Regions from separate parts of the Callithrix jacchus genome. Here region 2 is linked to region 1. Evidence: chromatin contacts called from public Hi-C data. All regions are on one chromosome and are shown on one strand. Each heading gives the region's core, a stretch centred on a gene start, on an enhancer-like site or on the middle of the called end of the contact. The rest is flanking DNA. Distances are from core to core; before and after follow the strand shown. Region 1 has its middle 25 kb from the start of PTTG1. Region 2 has its middle 93 kb from the start of PTTG1.

Region 1 (5,398 bases), core at 767-3,266:
ATAGAGGCATCTAGGATCATAGCAGAGCCCCTCTTTATTGCTTGAAAGATTCTGTTTTGGGGCCCATCACTACCCTGATGGCTGGCTGCATCTAGAACACAGGAAGAAAGAGTTGCCTTCAAGGACATGCAATTGCCAGGAAAAGAGCAAGAATGTAAAACATAAAGAGGTTGAAATGAGTTTGTGAAGTCACTAAGAACAATGTAGTACAGGTGGAATGAACTCCTTGGAGATGTGACTCTCAGCGGGGAGAGCCCTTTGTTCATTTGCCCTATGGACAGCATATTGTATACCAGTGCTTCAAAGGGTGCCTGGGCATACCAGGGTTCCCCAAGACCTTTTAGGGGTATGCGACATCAAATTCACTTCGAGAATAGTGCCAGGATGTTATTTGCCTTTTTAATTTTAATTCTTTCACAAATATATGGTGGAGTTTTCCAGAAGCTATTCCATATGTGGTATTATAGCAAATGAATAAGCAGATATGAGAAATCAGATGTCTTAAGCCAGTTAGTAGAGATTCTCAGGAATATAAAACAATGTCATGTTAATCATCTAAATGTGGGGGTTTTTTTTTGGTTTAGAAAAATAGTTATTTTTTATAAAGAATTTGTGAATTAATTGGGTTATTATGGTAATGTTTAAATAAATAGATTTTAAATTCCTCAGCTTTAATTTCTAAAACTATAAATATGATAGGTATAATCCTGATAAACAAAAACTCTTTTTCATCCTTAATGATTTTTTAAGACTGTAAAGGAAGCCAGGCAAGGTGGCTTGCATCTGTAATCCCAGCGCTATGGGAGGCTGAAGTGGGAGGATTGCTTGAGCATAGTAAAACACAATTTCGACAAACAACATGACAACAACAACAAAAACTCAGACTGTAAAGGAATCCTGAGATCAGTTTGAGAGCTGCATGTCTCGTGGGTAAGCACCCAGGCTCTGGAGTGAGCATGCTTGGTTCGAATCATGATCTTAGGCAAGTTACTTGACTAGAGACTTAATTTCCTTATCAGTAAACTAGGCTATTTCATACAGTTATTGTGAGCAACACATGAAACAATATATTATTCATTATTTCACAAACAATCATTTCATAAATATTATTTCATCAAGTAATTTATTGAATACTGCATCAATGTATAAAAAACCCTGTGGTTCCTGCTTTGAAGGATGTAAAATGACACAAGCTACAGCTCCTACTGGTAAGTAGTTTTTTGTCAAGGGCAAGATTTCTGGATTTGTAATTAGCACCTTTGGGTTCAATTCCCAGCTCCACCCTTTATTAACTGATCTGACCTTCAGCACATCACTTGTTCTTGGGTAAGGTCAGATCTTAAAGACCATCTTCGATGGTCCACAGAGAAGATGGTAAATTCCCCTTGCATCTTTGAAGCATCATTGCCTCCTGCTTCAGTTTAACAACTGCTTTTGACCTTCCCTTTGAAAATGACACTACATCGCCTTTCCTCCCAAGCTACTGTAACCATGCCACTAGAGGGCACCTCCTGTCTTCTCAGCCAGTCATTCGCAGCTTCCTCTAATTTGGAAATGTTCTTTCAGCTGAGATGAGTGAGTGGTAACTTAAGATTTGATGTCTTTAGGATTTCCTCAGCTTGATGGGTGTGGTAAGTTTTGCCTGAAAATCCTGATCGTTCTCTCTCTCTCTCTTTCTCTCTCTCTCTCTCTCTCTCTCTCGCTCGCTCTCTCTCTCTCTCGTCTGTCTCTCCTGTCTCTCGTCTGTCTCTGTCTCTGTCTCTGTCTGTCTTTCAATAAAACTGGGGTGGAGAGGCTGGTGGAAGGGAGAACGCTATTATCGCCACCACCTGACATTGATTAGTGCTTACTTACTGCCAGATCCGTGCTAAGTGCCTCACACGCATAGACCTTTGGACTCTCAGAGCAATGCCTTGGGGTGTGGGTATGCATGTGCATTCATTATTGTCGGCAGGAAACTTGGGCTATGATTGGTTAAGTAACTTTTGCAACATCCAGCTAGAAGGTACACTGGGTACCACGAAGCGGTCTACATAGGAGCTTGTCCTTCCCTGGCTGTAAGTAAAGCAGGGAGCACCGGGTCTTGCTGCTGTAGGACAGTAGTTCTCACCCTTATCAGACATAAAAGTCCTTTCATGTATGAAGCATTTTGGAACACCTCCTGTACTACCCTGAAGTGATATTCACAGGCAGCGTGTGCCTATGCTTACATGTCCGCTTACAATGCAAAGGAGACGTTTTGGAAAGGCTTGTCTGCCTACACCACAGGACAAAAAGGTGCCAGGCTAATTTCCAAACTGTCCGCTAGGGGGCAGCATACCCCTTTCCCTACTGAAATCTGCTCGCAGTCAGTCCCCCTCCCTGTTGGCCTTGGCTGCTTCCCCTTCCACCGGAATTGCCCTGTTAGACTCCTCCTGAGGTCCCCTGAGCGGTACAGGGGGTTGTGGTGGGGAGTGATGCGATGAAGTCGCAGAGCGTGGGGCTGACCCCCATGTTAGTGTGATAGGTTTCTAGTCACATGCTTTAAAATGTTAGTTTGCTTACTAATTTGCTTACAAAGTGATTATGAAGTAGCATCTTTATTTTCACTAATATTGCTTAAAAATTTGTTGTATTATAGTCAGTGAGTGACCAGTATTCATTTAATATTTTTCTTTAAATCAACTCAATTTTTCTTTAACCTAAATACATGTATTTAAATGGAAACTTTAATGTGTCAATGGAAAACTTGCATCACTTGACATAATTGGAGGGTAGCCAAGAAAAAAGAAGAAAGCAATGGTGCTAAGTTCTTGCTGATACCGATATGGCTTTCCACCAAGGATCCATTCTCTCTCTTAAAAAGTTTCTTAAAGAACATTTAAGGAAAGCTGTTAAAGATATATTATCACTGAACTGAGACTATCCTTAAAGTAATCAGAAAGACTAAAGGAAAAGTGAGAAGGAAATAGTTTTCACATGATGTCAATCAACGATTTTTTTTTTTTTGAGACAGAGTTTCTCTCTTGTTGCTACCCAGGCTGGAGTGCAATGGCGCGATCTCGGCTCACCGCAACCTCCGCCTCCTGGGTTCAGGCAATTCTCCTGCCTCAGCCTCCCGAGTAGCTGGGATTACAGGCACGCGCCACCATGCCCAGCTAATTTTTTGTATTTTTAGTAGAGACGGGGTTTCACCATGTTGACCAGGATGGTTTTGATCTCTCGACCTCGTGATCCACCCGCCTCGGCCTCCCAAAGTGCTGGGATTACAGGCTTGAGCCACCGCGCCCGGCCTCAACTATTTATTTTTATTTTTACATTTCAATAGCTTTTGGGGAACAGGTGGTATTTGGTTGCATGGATAAGGTCTTTAGCGGTGATTTCTGAGATTTTGGTGCACCCTCACTGGAGCAGTGTACACTGTACCCAATGTGCAGTCTTTTATCCCTCACCACCCCACCCTTCCCCTCAGCATCCCCAAAGTCCATTGTGTCATTCTTAGGCCTTTGCATCCTCACAGCTTAGCTCCCACTTATGAGTGAGAACACAGGATGTCTGGTTTTCCATGCCTGAGTTACTTCACTTAGAATCATGGTCTCCAACTTCATCCAGGTTGCTGCAAATACCATTATTTTGTTCCTTTTTATGGCTGAGTACTATTCCATGGGGTATACATACCACATTTTCTTCATCCACTCGTTGGTTGATGGGCATTTAGGTTGGTTCCATATTCTTATAATTGTGAACTGTGATGCTATAAACATGAGTGTGCAAGTGTCTCTTTCATATAATGACTTCCTTTGGCTGGGTACCCAGTAGTGTGATTCCTGGATAGAATGGCAGAACCACTTTTAGGAGCAACACTATTTAAAGTTTTATCTGTCTCCCCCTAAAATCATCTCCTGTATACCAGTGATCACAGTGTCTCCCCCCACGGAGACAGTGGCATGGTGGACAGCTTCCTGGGCTGGAGTCGAGGAACTGCTTTCTAGCTGTGTGCCCTGCACTGGTTGCTTGCCCTCCCTGGACCTCGCAGTCCTTGTCTATGAAACGAAGAGGTTGGAGGAAATAATCTCTGTAATTCTTCAGGATCTAATGGTCTAAGACCATTAGAAGTACTGATACTTATTGGAAGGAGATACAGTCCTTAGCAGGACATCCTCTTTTTTGTATGCCTACAACTTTTGAAGGGGACAGGGAAAACTGCAGATTCTCCAAAATCCCAACTAACACCCCGTCCCTTAGAGGCAATTCAACCTCTCGGAAGAACCAGCCACTTAGACCCTGGAGTCCAAGAAACCTGGGTTTAAATCATTGCTCTGCCTTCTAGTTTTGTAACTTTCAGCAGATCACTGACCCTCTTTGACTTCGGTTTCCTTGTCTATAAAATAGGAACAATAATGCTATTTATCTGTATAGTGATCAAACTATTACATGCATGCTAATTGCTTACCATAGTGTCTGGACCATAATTTATATGTTACTGTGGTAATTCCTAAAGTTTTTCAAAAATGAAACGGACTTCCTGGAAGTAATCCACTGGGGAAGTTATTTGGTGGCCCTGCCCCCAATATATATATATTTTTAAATTTTTTATTGCATTTTAGCTTTTGGGGTACATGTGCAGAACATACAAGACAGTTGCATAGGTACACACATGGCAGTGTGTTTTGCTTCCTTTCTCCCCTTCACCCACATTTGGCATTTCTCCCCAGGCTATCCCTCCCCACCTCCCCCTCCCACTGGCCCTCCCCTTTTCCCCCCAATAGACCCCAGTGTTTAGTACTCCCCTGTGTCCATGTGTTCTCGTTTTTCATCACCCGCCTATGAGTGAGAATATGCGGTGTTTCAATTTCTGTTCTTGTGTCAGTTTGCTGAGAATGATGTTCTCCAGATTCATCCATGTCCCTACAAACGACACAAACTCATCATTTCTGATTGCTGTATAATATTCCATGGTGTATATGTGCCACATTTTCCCAATCCAGTCTATCATCATTGGGCATTTGGGTTGATTCCCGGTCTTTGCTATTGTAAACAGTGCTGCAATGAACATTCGTGTGCATGTGTCCTTATAGTAGAACGATTTATAGTCCTTTGGATATATACTCAGTAATGGGATTGCTGGGTCAAATGGAATTTCTATTTCTAAGGCCTTGAGGAATCGCCACACTGTCTTCCACAATGGTTGAACTAATTTACACTCCCACCAACAGTGTAAAAGTGTTCCTATTTCTCCACATCCTCTCCAGCATCTGTTGTCTCCAGATTTTTTAATGATCGCCATTCTAACTGGCATGAGGTGGTATCTCAATGTGGTTTTGATTTGCATCTCTCTGATGACCAGTGATGATGAGCATTTTTTCATATGATTGTTGGCCTCATATATGTCTTCTTTCGTAAAGTGTCTGTTCATATC
Region 2 (5,417 bases), core at 2,543-5,042, 69 kb after region 1:
GTGTGTGAGAGGTGTGTGTGTGGTTTATGTGTGTGTGGAGTGTGTTGGGTATGTGGAGTGTGTGTGGATGTGTGTGGTGTATGTGTGTGTGGGGTGTGTTTTTGCAGGGTGTGTAGGGGGAATATGTATGGGGTGTGTGTGTGTAGGATGTGTATGGTATATGTGTGTGGGGTGTGTGAAATGTGTGTTCACAGGGGGTGTGTGTGGGGATATGTATGGGGTATGTGTGGGGAGTGTGGGGTATATGTGTGTGTATATGTGTGTGTGGGGTGTGTGTATGGGTATGTGTGGGGAGTGTGGGGTATATGTGTGTGTATATGTCTGTGTGAGGTGTATGTATGGGGTATGTGTGGGGAGTGTGGGGCATGTGTGTGTGTGGGGTGTGTGTATGGGGTATGTGTGGGGCATGTGGGGTATATGTGTGTGTATATGTGTGTGTGGGGTGTGTGTATATGGTATGTGTGGGGCGAGGGGGGTGTATGTGTGTATATGTGTGTGGGGTGTGTGATGGGGTATGTATGGGGAGTGTGGGGTATATGTGTGTGTATATGTGTGTGTGGGGTTTGTGTATGGGGTATGTGTGGAGAGTGTGGGGTATATGTGTGTGTATATGTGTTTGTGGTGTGTGTGTATAGGGTATGTGTGAGGCGAGGGGGGTGTATGTGTGTATATGTGTGTCGGGTGTATGTATGGGATATGTGTGGGGAGTGTGGGGTATATGTGTGTGTGGGGTGTGTGTTGGGGTATGTGTGGGGAGTGTGGGGTATATATGTGTGTGTGGGGTGTGCGTATAGGGTATGTGTGGGGAGTGTGGAGTATATGTGTGTGTATGTGTGTGTGGGGTGTGTGTATGGGGTATGTGTGGGGAGTGTGGAGTATATGTGTGTGTGGGGTGTGTGTATGGGGTATGTGTGGGAAGTGTGGGGTACGTGTGTGTATGTGTGTGTGTGTGGTGTGTGTATGGGGTATGTATGGGGAGTGTGGGGTACATGTGTGTGTATGTGTGTGGGGTGTGTATATAGGGTATGTGTGGGGCGAGGGGGGTGTATGTGTGTATATGTGTGTGTGGTGTGTGTATGGGGTATTTGTGGGGAGTGTGGGGTATATGTGTGTATATGTGTGTGGGGCGTGTGTGTATGGAGTATGTGTGGGGAGTGTGGGGTATATGTGTGTGTATATGTGTGTGGGGGTGTGTGTATAGGGTATATGTGGGGCGAGGGGTGTGTATGTGTGTATATGTGTGTGGGGCGTGTGTATGGGGTATGTGTGGGGAGTGTGGGGTATATGTATGTGAGTGTGGGGTGTGTGTATGGGGTATGTATGGGGTGTGTGGGGTATATGTGTGTGGGGGTGTGTGGGGTATATATGTGTGTATATGTTTGTGTGGGGTGTGTGTTGGGGTATGTGTGGGGTGTGGGGGTGTATGTGTGTATATGTGTGTGTGGGGTGTGTGTTGGGGTATGTGTAGGGCGTGGAGGTTGTATGTGTTTATATGTATGTATATAGGATATGTGTGGGGTGTTGGGGGTATATGTGTGTGTATATGTGTGAGTGTGGGGTGTGTGTTGGGGTATGTGTGGGGAGGGTGGGGTATATGTTTGTGTATGTGTGTGTTTCGGGTATGTGTATGGAGTATGTATGGGGCATGTGGGGTGTATGTGTGTGTGTGTGGTGTGGTGGTGTGTTTGTGTGTGTGTGTGTGTAGGGGCAGGTGAGCAAGGATGACTCTGGAGGCTCTGGGGGCAGCAGTGGTGGTGTGGGAGCTGAGCTTGCACTTGGAAAGAGAGGCCACTGGGTCCCAGGCAGCGTGGATGGCAGGCCCAGGCCAGTGGTGTTTCTCTGCTTTCTCAGATCCGGGACCTTGGAGTTCCTGACTCTGTGTGAGAAGGCACAGACAGGAGGCCTGGTGGTAGCCTTCTCACCAGAGAAGACTACTGTCCCTTCTCTTCCTCTGGCTTTTATCTCCTTCCTAAGATGCTGTCATTTCTCTGACGGTCCTGACCTTCCTGGGGAATACTGATGGGGAATCCCAGGGCCCAAGCTGCCCATTGTCAGGCCTGGAGCAAGGACAGGTCCCAGGGGTGCAGGTCACAGGCCCAGGGACCCTGTCTCTTTGGCTTTTCTCTTCTCTCCTGGGGCCTCTGCTCACTCGGTTTCTGGGGAAATGTCAGAGGTGTTCAGCTTCAGTAATTCTGCCACTTTCCCAGCCATGAGGAAAAATCTTTGTGTTGGCTGGGTGCAGTGGCTCATGCCTGTAATCCTAGCACTTTGGGAGGTGGAGGTGGGTCAATCACAATGTGGTCAGGGGTTCAAGACCAGCCTGGCCAACATGGTGAAACCCCATCTCTAAAAAAATTAGCCAGGCATGGTGGCATGTGCCTATAATTCCAGCTTCTGGGGAGGCTGAGGCAGGAGAATTGCTTGAACCCGGGAGGCGGAGGTTGCAGTGAGCCAAGATTGCGGCACTGCACTCCAGCTTGGGTTACAAGGCAAGACTCTGTTTAAAAAAAAAAAAGAGGCCAGGTGCAGTGGCTCAAGCCTGTAATCCCAGCACTTCGGGAGGCTGAGGTGGGCAGATCACGAGGTCAAGAGATCGAGACCATCCTGGCCAACATGGTGAAACCCAGCCTCTACTAAAAATACAAAAAAATTAGCTGGGTGTGGTGGTGCACGCCTGTAGTCCCAGCTACTTGGGAGGCTGAGGCAGGAGAATTGCTTGAACCCGGGAGGTGGAGGTTGCAGTGAGCTGAGATCGTGCCACTGCACTGCAGCCTGGTGCCTCGTGGTGGAGTGAGACTTTGTCTCAAAAAAAGAAAAAAAAAGAAAAAAGAAAAAGAAAAGAAAAATCTTTGTGTTTATTATTATTATTACTATTAGTATTAGTATTTAACATTTAGAAGCTTTTCCCTGGCAAACAGAGAGTGGCCTTGGCTGCCTGCCATCTTGGCCGGGACATAAGGAACAGGGCAGGCCGAGAACACAAGTCCTTTTTGGGGTCTGCTTGGACAACAGTGAAGGCAGTTGAGAAGAGACTGTGTCCTGTTAGAGCTGGTCCCCATGAGCATGTAGGCATCACAGCAGAGTTCTGGGCTCCCCAACTGGTGGTTCCTCCAGCTTCTGCCTCTGGTCTCTCTCTTCCCTGGCCTGGGAATGTGGAAGAGTACAGGGTGAAAGACTTGGTCTGCTGCCGCATTGATTCTCTGAGCTGCCCCCACGGGACCGTGATTCTGGAGCCTGAAACGATTTGAACAACCCCCTGCCAGGCAGCTCCTCACTGGCTGATGTTGGCTTGGATATGTCAGTTGTAGAGAACCCACCACTTCCTGAACCTCTCAATTTCAGTCTTGGACGGTTCTAGAGAGAGGAGCAGAACTGGAATAGGTGGCTAGGGCTTTGTAAATTGATAGCTTCTGGGCTTTGAACCGCAAATTACTCTATCACTTAAAAATCCTTTGGACTCTTGCCCTTTGTATCTCTAGCTCTTCAGGTGTTTTTCTTAGGGACAGATTTCCAGTATCCTGTCTAAAACTTGGGTGAGCTGGACCCATTGTTCGTGGGAAGGGGTGTAAGTGTAGGAGAAATCCATTTGTCATAAGAGAGAATCGGCAGGGGAGGGACAAGGTGACTTCTCAGGTTCTGTTCTTATGCATTTGGGCTCCCACCCTCCCTCATTTTATGAAGAAGCAGGAGAGTCCGTAGTTCTTGGACCTTTTCCTCAGTGCAAGGAAAACAAGTTGAAGTGACAGTGTCCTGGGATGAGCTCAGCAGCTTTCTTCCCTTTCTCACTCAGCCTCTGCCGCTCTCCTCCCCATCACTGCTTCCTGCCTGGGGCGGTACAGCCAACAGCCAGTGCGCCTGAGCCCTGTTATTTAAAATTCAGCCGTCACCATGGCAACCTGCATCCTGCTCCATTTCAACCAGAGATACAAAGAAGCAGTGAAAGGGAAAGTTTAATAATGTTTTCTTTTCTTTTCTTTCTTTCTTTCTTTTTAAAAATGAATCTCACTATCATTTTGGGAAATAGAAATGTTCCATTTTTGTGGCATTATAAAAATGTCATTCATTTTCATGCCCCGTGGCTTCTGGAGGGTCAAAGTCATCATTTGCTTTCTAGGGCTGCTGCTGTCACCCCGTTTCCCCCTTCAGAATGGGTGACAAGTGTTATTTGGCATTTAGGTTTCTTGAAAGGTTTGGGGTTGGACTAACTCTAGAGAGTGTATATGACTTTATTCTCCCTTCCCTTTCCCTGGCATCAAACCTCAGAGTCACGACAAGGTAAAAAAAGGCTAGAAGCGTCTTTAAAGCTCACTGACTCTTGCAGTACCATGGTTGTGTAGGTGTGTGTAGCACCTCTTCCCCGGCATTCTGAGAGTGCTTCCTCATTACTCTCATGGAGCTTAGCCTCTGGGTGGTGTTTCTGTGATTCACGTGGAGCCAAGAATTTCCCCTGACCACTCAGATTGGCGCATGAATGAGTATATGGCCCAAAAGGCACAGCTGAGGTGCAGTTCTGAGTCTGAGAGACAGAGAGAGAGCCCTTTGTTTTCCTGCTGATGGATGAAAGCCTGGAGCTACCAGAGACCCTTACAGAGAAGGAACTTGCCTACAAGTAGAGTGAACACAAAGGGAAGCAGAGCTGATGGATGGAGAAGAGAAGCCAGGCTTGGATGATATAGATTGAGTCAACCCTGAAACCACGGCTTTGCAGTTTCATGAGCAATAGATTACATTTTTTTTTTTTTTAACTTTAAGCCAGTTTCAGTTGAGGTTTCTGATACCAGAAAACCACGACTTTGATGTAACATACCTCAAGCTCCTTCCTTTACAAATGAAAGCATGGAGACCCAGTGCAGGAAGGTAGCATCCAAGGTCACACAGAGAGGCAGCTCTGAAGGTCAGGTCTCTTGAGGTCCTCAAAATCTCTCAACCTACCTGTCCTTCAGTTCTCTGTTTTCATGCAGATTTTGTTACCTTTGCATGGACAAAAGCTGAGCCTATGGATGCTCATGATCAAAAAGTGTAATTACGGTAAAGACCCCTGCTCAACTACTCACCCCAGGGTGATGGTGAGCATTTGCAATGATGTCCAAGGAAAGTGTCTGTCCTCAGTGTGTACAAAAAAGACAGACCCTAGGTAGAGTTTGCCTGTTTTCTCCATTGAGACAAGATCCGTTTGTTCAATCTGCAAACAAATGTAACGCACCTAACCAACACTTATATTAATTTCATTAAACAACACTAATTGAGCGCGTCCTACATGCTAAGCACTATTTTGGGGGCACAGATTCAATGGTCAATAAGGGAGACTAAGTGCCTAACCTCATGGAACTTATATAATACTTTACTGTGGAAATGAAAAATCCAGAGATACATAAAACTAAGGACCGTGAAAAAGTCTTATGCTGAGAAAGTTTCCC

The links. Hi-C and Micro-C count contacts between places; a contact is called where the count stands out from the background.
Region 2: a Hi-C map of skeletal muscle shows a contact between it and region 1, with 7 times the contacts expected there. The contact joins two enhancer-like sites. A contact is called at or near these places in 2 of 3 Hi-C or Micro-C datasets (induced pluripotent stem cells and skeletal muscle).

The regions. Positions count from the first base shown.
Region 1 is chr2:23,257,080-23,262,477 of calJac240_pri, forward strand. No RefSeq gene overlaps it. Among named protein-coding and RNA genes, the nearest start is that of PTTG1, 25 kb to the left of the region's middle. Within about 2 kb of position 2,017, at least 8 of the 16 cell types and tissues checked have an H3K27ac peak or open chromatin away from gene starts, as enhancers often do.
Region 2 is chr2:23,324,714-23,330,130 of calJac240_pri, forward strand. No RefSeq gene overlaps it. Among named protein-coding and RNA genes, the nearest start is that of PTTG1, 93 kb to the left of the region's middle. Within about 2 kb of position 3,793, at least 4 of the 16 cell types and tissues checked have an H3K27ac peak or open chromatin away from gene starts, as enhancers often do.